Linked DNA regions of Mus musculus: region 2 is linked to region 1. A link is a contact called in public HiChIP or PLAC-seq data. All regions are on one chromosome and are shown on one strand. Each heading gives the region's core, a stretch centred on a gene start, on an enhancer-like site or on the middle of the called end of the contact. The rest is flanking DNA. Distances are from core to core; before and after follow the strand shown. Region 1 has its middle 35 kb from the start of Gm32282. Region 2 overlaps Crim1 (cysteine rich transmembrane BMP regulator 1 (chordin like)).

Region 1 (3,696 bases), core at 687-3,186:
TCAGTTCCTAGCATGACAGGCATGCCCGTGTAGCTGAAGGTTTTGTAAAGGAGGCATCTTTCCTCTATATATGCATAGGCTTTGAGTTAACCAGGTTGTTCATTGGCCTTTACACCAATGCCACAAAGTTAGGGCCACAAATGCACTCGATTTTAAACCATAGGAAATTAATATTTAATATTTACACAGCCCAGAGAAGTCACGGGAGTAAAAAGCAGCCATAACTGTGATGTGTCGAGAGATGATTTTGGCCAAGTCTCGAATCTAAAAGGTATAACATTAAACCAAAGCACAGTCTATTTCTCAACAGTTTCAAAGACCCAGTAGCATTCTTCACTACAGAGGTCGTTCCCAGGAATCCTTTCCTCTGCCTTTAACATCGCCCTAGGGTGGACCTGCCCAAGTGCTTATCGCTACTCTCGCTTCTTCAGGGGAAGTTAGAGGGGAGTTATCTACAGTGCACTAAGGAAACTTTCCCTTATCGTACGATCTATCCCTGGCCAGGAACCTTTTAAAACTCAGTGGTGTCTTGAAAGGGGGGTTGGTACTTCCTCTATCAAAAAAAAAACTGTCCCATGGAGTTGACTTCCTAAGGCCTGAGAAGGACTGCTTATGTAACATGCAAAGTAAAAGTGAGGACAGAGCCCTCTGGAATGTATCAAATTGAAGTCTTCTGTTACGTTTCACTTTGGGAATTACAGAAACGAGATATAATAAATATGGTTGGTTTGGTCACCGAAACATGTAATGAGGATAGAAGCTGGGAAATTATAATTGGATAAAAAATTTAAAAATGTGATGTGAGGACTTAAAGCATTTCATAGTCTGGTGGAAATATGGAATTGATTTTCCTGACCCCATAAACTAATTGACCCTGATTTTCAAGGATCCCCAGTCTTACCTTTGACCTGACATCCCTCCTTTTATTTTATATGTTTCGGGGTTGATAGTACTATTAATAATAATTATTATTATTATTATTATTATTATTATTATTATTACTACTACTGTGCTAAGGAGCGAACTCAGGGCCCTTTTCTGTTTGGTAACTGCTTTATCACTGTGTTGGACCCTGAGTTCAGGTGCCAAATAAGAATATTTCCTGTGGAGAGCAGATGAAGTCCAAGGCAAATGGATACTGTTGACCTGGGCATGAATCATGGGAATGCTGAGGCCTTCCTCTGCAACACTGACCAACAGCTGGCCTGTAGCCAGAGGCAGTATGGGTAAGAAGTACCCATTTAGCTAACCTGCCTCCTCGAGCATGCTGTATGTTGTAAACTTGCTGAGTATCCAGGCTGCTGGTGCATTTCCACTCAGACACAGAGGCACAGCCCACCCAATACCAGCACTCAATGTTGTTTGGGTCTGTCGCTCTTCATTTCTGGCCAGCCCCAGTCCCAGTCAGGTTTTCAGACTCAGCCCTGCTTTGGCAACTTCCCATCATAAAATTGAATGATAGGCCTGATTTAGAAATGTGTAAATCTCTATTGGCCTGACTATTTCACTGGACTTAGACCAGACCTCTCTAAATCCATTAGCTTATCAGTTGTTCAACCACAATCACACTGGACTGGTTGTTGTTGTTGTTGTTTTGTATTTTGGAGTTGTTTGTTTGTTTGAAATGGGGCCTCTCTGTAACCCAAGTTGGCCTGAAAATATCTATGTAGATCAAGATGGTCTTGAACTGGCAAAGACACACCTCTCTCTGCTTCCCAAGTAATGGTGATAAAGGCATATGCCACCATGCCTGACTACATTGGGTTCTTTCTTGATGGACATCAAAATTCTTCAATCCAAAGAGCAAATAAAATATAGACACTTTTTCATTGTGCTCTCTGAAGTTTTATGATTTTTTTATTAACACCTTAAAGCAAAATGTGTTAAAATGACAACCCAGTTTTGTCCTCTAGGGCATGTCTGACCTTGTGACATGACTCACCATGCATTACCTCAGTAAAATTCCCCACTTTAAAATGAGTGCCACACCTGCATCTAGCTATGCATTGAAAACAAATGGTTAAGGAAGATTTGTGAAGATCTTTTTGATAAATAATTTGAAATGGGATAAAATGGGATCATGACCATTGTTGGTATGGCATATTTAATCAATATACATTTTTGTTTTATGGGAACATACTTAATCACACATAATAATGTGTTTCACCGTGACATTTCATACACATAGATGAAATATTTTGCACATGTTTATTTTCTATTGCCCTTCCTTCTCCTGACTTCATTTCTGATTGCTTTATGCCTTCTAACTAGCCCTTTCACTTTCATAATGAGAGGTGGGGTTTTTGGTTGGTTGGCTGGTTGGTTTTAGTGATCTGGGTACAAATTCTAGTTTCTCTCCAAATTATAGAAATCCTTTGTCTTTTAATGAACTGGATACATGCATTGCCCATTTTTTTTAAAAAAAATGAAGATGAATTCATTTTCTCATCCCACATGAAGTAGACTTAATAGACTTTTAGCATGACTTTCTCCACAATATTACAAGGGAACTGGAGCCCAGGACAGGATATCATTTTGGAAACCACTAGTGTGTTTCTTATAACAGAAGCAAGTACTTTAACCTCAAAATTACACAATATCTCTTAGAAGTTAATGTGAGCAATAACAATACTTTTAAAAATTTCTATTGGACTGGCAGCCACTTCTTGAGTCAAGGAGATAAATTGAAAAGAAATGAAATACTAAATTCAACAAGTCCAACATCTCAAGAAGTATTACTTGGAAATATAAATCTGTACAAGAAATGTTAAAATAACCATGGAATTGTTTTTACCAGAAATGTTTAGAATGCATTTATACTCTACTGAGGAGAATCATGAAAGATAAATATATCAATTACTAGACATTCATAGATATGTGAATTCATGGATAACAGTGGTTATATTTGTGTATTTGTGGGGTATGTGTGTGCGTGTGAGTGTGTGTGTAGTATGTGTGAATTGTGAATATGTGTGAGTTTGTGTGAGTGAGTGTGTGTGTGTGTGTGTGTGTGTGTGTGTGTGTGTTATTTAAGGTCCCCCAAATAACTTAGAAAACATACAAGTTCAAACAGCTTTCTACCTTTTTGGACCATTAAGGTAATTCTTTCCTCCCTTATCCATGGGTGCTGCAATACAATTTTCCATGTAAAAGAAAGAGACTGTAATTCTGCCTTCCACTCCGCCCACTTCTCTGCTCCTCTGCTCCAACCTGTCTAATTCAAACAGAGAATGTCTTAGTGCTTAGCTGGCAGCGTGTTGAACTGTTGCCTAACTGTCTCCTGGATGTTTCTGGAGAAGACACAGAAGGCAGAACAGGCTGTTTAATGGAGCCTGTGGGTGGGTATGTGAACGCACATTAACTGTGTAAGTGCATGTCTGGAGGTATTCACATTTCCTGAAACATTACCACCTTGAAAATTCACAAATCAGGCTGTATATGACAGAACACGCCTGTAATTGTAGACTTGGAAGACTGAGGCACCAGAGGTTCAAAAGTTCAAGAGCAGCATGGGTCATAGAAGGAGACTGTGTCTCTGAAGATAAGACATGTTGGAGAGATGGCTGAGTGGGTTAAGGTGTTGCCTGTGGAAACTTACAGACTTGAGTTCAGATGGACAGCACTTACAGAAAAGCTGCTGTGACTGTATACATCTGTAGCTTTGTGGACTTGCAGGTCAATCTAGCCAAAATGGTA
Region 2 (3,696 bases), core at 382-2,881, 200 kb after region 1:
ATGCGCACTCAGACATACACACACACACACACACACACACCTTACTGTGAAATAGTAGGCATAGCTATAAAACAACACTTCATTTAAAGTTAAAATGAACAACTTCTTTGAACTTAATCATTGAAGTGCCCAACCAACACACAGTAGATAATAGAACAAGAATTACATTCTCTGAGAAATCGTGTCCTCTTTGCATGCAATAGGGATCACCCAAAAGTCACTGCCAACCAGCTGGTCAGACTTCTGCTCGTGGAACTCGGGAACATGTATAATTCTTCTGTTGATTTGAAGCAACCATTTTATTGCACTATGCTGAAGAAACTGGAAGTCTCTTTTGATCTTTATAATAGAGTTAGACTTCACATCCGGAGAAATAGATGAACTGAAATAGAACTGGGTTTTGAAGAAAGGACTTTGATGGCCACTGGCTTATGGCAGCCATACTACATGATAATGTCTGTCTCTTTTTTTATATGAAAATCATTAAGATTGGCTGGTTTTCCTCATTGAAATTGATCAGGACTTGCATGCACACAAGTCCACTTGAGCTCCCTCTTCACGCTCTTGGAGTCTGCTCTGTCCCTTTAGCCAGAGTGCTCAGAGCCTGCACCTACTGACCTGTTGGTTGTTTACTTAAATTCTAGCTTCTTAAAGTTTCTTTTTAAGTCTTTCCTTTACATTTAAAAAAGGGGGGGGGATAATTACGTTAGTTTCTCAAGTGGGCTGCTCACATTGTATGTGTGACAAACATGACACTCCAAACATGACACTCATTTGCCCAACTGAAGTTGATAAAGAAAAATTATAGTACAGGCCAGGGATATTTAGTGTCTTTATCAGAAAGTGTGCCTTACTCCTTTCTGGGTTAGGAAGAGGAATTGTAATGCATTATGGGAAGTGTACACTGATATTGCCTGTACCCATGTAAAGAGCCAGTTGTGGCAGCATACATCTGTAACCCTAGCAGTGAAAGAGGAGAGACACAGACAGACCCTCGAGCTTGCTAGCCAGCAAGTCTGGCAGTTCTATGTTCAGTAAGAGAAACCACAGCAAAATATAAGTTGGGGACACACATGCACACAGTGCACACACACACACATGTGCATACACAGACAAATGCTAAGCTACATACACACACTTCAAATTTCAAGCTTAGTCCCCACCCTGAAGTGAGCCAGTCCTTTGGCACACCCACTAAATGTAAGCCTCCATGTTGCTCTGAACGCATGTCCCAGAGGAAATAGGCCCTGTTGGCGAATGAAGCCAAGAGTTAAGAACAATACTGTGAGTGTGTGTGCCAGCATTTCAATACCTATGGAAGGAAAAGTGGTCCCAGAGTAGTACTGTGCTGAACTGATATAAACGGGGATTTCTTAAAGCCACAACACCTTTTAGCTTCCTGGCTACCAGGATCCCAGAGTAAATTACTTTCCTGGACTCTGTAGTGTAGCAGGAGATTTAAAAGAACTGATGCAATTTCTAAAGCCGCCTGGCTTCCTCTCAGGAAGTGACTCCCACACCATGACCACCACAACAGAATTAGAACCCAAAGTGTCCGTCCGAGAAGGTTGCCTCTGAGGCAGAAACCGAAACTGGAACGCAGGTGACAGTGGGTTTGGGGTTCTGTATCCTTCCGTGGAGGAAACAGGAAGCAGCCCGGAGACACTTCCTCTGCAGAGGCTCATATGTACAGCACTCCTCGGAGTCAGCGGGCCTCTGGGTCCATATGAGTGACTCCTGGGACTGTAGGTTGAATCCAGAAAGAGGCAAAAGGCACTGTGGCTGCCAAAGCCATTGGCGAACTTTATTTTGTAATTAGAACAGCTCAAGTAGTAAAAGCCGGCTCCAAGGGTCACAGCTTGTTAAGCTTTTATTCTTATCTTGAAAAGACAGGAGATGGTCAAGTTTAGACAGTTGAATTCAGCCTAGCTGGCATAAACATGGAAGGCTTGAACAGTTGTCACCTTTTTTATAACCAGAATCCAGGACAGACAGAGGGGAAACCACACTGAGTGCTGCTCCAGAAAGGGCACTGGATATTTGTTACGTGCTCCTGGGCTGTACAAGATACTGTTGCTTGAATTTGCATACAGAGGGGAGAGAGAGAGAGAGAGAGAGAGAGAGAGAGAGAGAGAGAGATTCTGTGACTTAAACAGCCTCTGTCATGTAACCATTGTGGCAAACCTATCCCCACCATAAGATAGCCCACCATGTTCACCATATTGACAGTGTCCAAAAAACAAAACAATTACCTGAAAGAGGCCATTTCAGATTGAATCTGATAAGGTCAGACAAGGGGCCCCTGATGAGGAAGTAAAATGCCATAGCTTATCAAATCAAGGTATAACCATTGAAATAGTGACTGTCTCGCCTGAATATTTAAAGCATTGGCCCCTGATGCCATTGCCAGTGGAAAAGCCCAGAGCTGTCTGATGCTAAGGCAGTGTCTTCCGGATCGTGCTCATGGGATGTTTAATCCCTAGTGTATTGGTTTTAAAAGGAAATGTTTTTTTTTGTATCGGTGCTGTCCCTGATGTTTTCCTTGGAACGTTCTCCTGTCGTCATTCTGTTGGTAGGCAAGAAGGCATGTGTGGGTTGGAGAACCATGCCCGCGCTGGTTCCTGTCCCACCCCGACTTCCTGTCCTCAGCTTAGATGAGTGACTTGACTTCCACGGGCCTCGATTTTCTGTAGGATTGAAACAATCACTGTGTCCACTGAGCTGTGGAGATCAAATGGAACTGACTGACTCATGTGAAATACTCATCTTGGTGCCTGGCACATAGCAGTCATCCAGTAAGTGGAAGTTACAAATAATCCAAGCAAGGTATTGAATAGCCGAAGCACATGATGTCATTGTGTGCATAAGCAGAGCAATGCGGTGGCATTTGGGAAGAAACAGATAGCGTGTACACCCAGTAGTTACATTGAAACTCGGTCCCTAGGTCTGCATTCCTCACCAGGCTAGGTGCTTTGAGTGGCTTTTTCGTAATCTCACTTAGGCTAAGTACAAGAAAACTTCAGTGACTCGTAATTCATTACAAACACCTTCAAGTTGCATAGACTCGCCCCTGTTTTTCCATTCTGAAGGTTTCTTAAACCTGTGGTCCATCTAGCAACCAACATCTGCTCTATACTGTGTCAGCCTCTACCGAAGTCACTAACTTCTCAAGAGAAACCGAGTAAAAAGCAAAAATATTTCTAGGAAGACTCATTAACCAAAATCTATCTTACTATTTCCTGGGCCAGATGGCACCTGCCCTGGTAAATTGGGACTGTCTTGAAAGCAAGAGTCACATCTGCTTGCTTCACATGAAAATTCACTATTAGCACAGTATGGCTTGGTTCTTAATACCCTATTTAGAGAAACATATTTCGTTGCAATGAAAGGTTTTGGTACTTTGGTTCAGGTAGACTTCTCAAGCAAGACCAGGAATGGTGTCTTTGACATGGGGCTCAACTAAGAGTCTTGAGTCAGGCTCTCTGCACACCCTGCCATACACTAATTCTGACCCACCTCAAGTCCAGCACCAGCTTAGCTTTTGCTGGGCACTGAGTGTATGGGGTGGCCTCAGAGTTTCTGAAGGAAGCCAGTGCACATCGGAGCCAACACAAGAAGTGTCTGCCTGCCGGCTGGCATCTGCTATGCCCTAAACATCTTCACACACAGTTTTTCAAATCTGATCTCAAATCTGAA

Evidence for each region. HiChIP or PLAC-seq counts read pairs in DNA pulled down with a chosen protein or histone mark.
Region 2: a BATF HiChIP or PLAC-seq map of CD8 T cells shows a contact between it and region 1, with 7 read pairs. The contact joins two enhancer-like sites. A contact is called at or near these places in 2 of 15 datasets of contacts at CTCF or cohesin (CD8 T cells and the NIH/3T3 cell line), 1 of 484 Hi-C or Micro-C datasets (B cells) and 1 of 115 datasets of contacts at active chromatin or transcription factors (CD8 T cells).

The regions. Positions count from the first base shown.
Region 1 is chr17:78,163,500-78,167,195 of GRCm38.p6, forward strand. No RefSeq gene overlaps it. Among named protein-coding and RNA genes, the nearest start is that of Gm32282, 35 kb to the right of the region's middle. Within about 2 kb of position 1,937, at least 9 of the 459 cell types and tissues checked have an H3K27ac peak or open chromatin away from gene starts, as enhancers often do. A contact at or near this core is called in CD8 T cells, where this site is marked.
Region 2 is chr17:78,360,945-78,364,640 of GRCm38.p6, forward strand. The region is part of intron 13 of Crim1 (cysteine rich transmembrane BMP regulator 1 (chordin like)); the gene reads left to right. Among named protein-coding and RNA genes, the nearest start is that of Gm52306, 28 kb to the left of the region's middle. Within about 2 kb of position 1,632, at least 138 of the 459 cell types and tissues checked have an H3K27ac peak or open chromatin away from gene starts, as enhancers often do. A contact at or near this core is called in CD8 T cells, where this site is marked.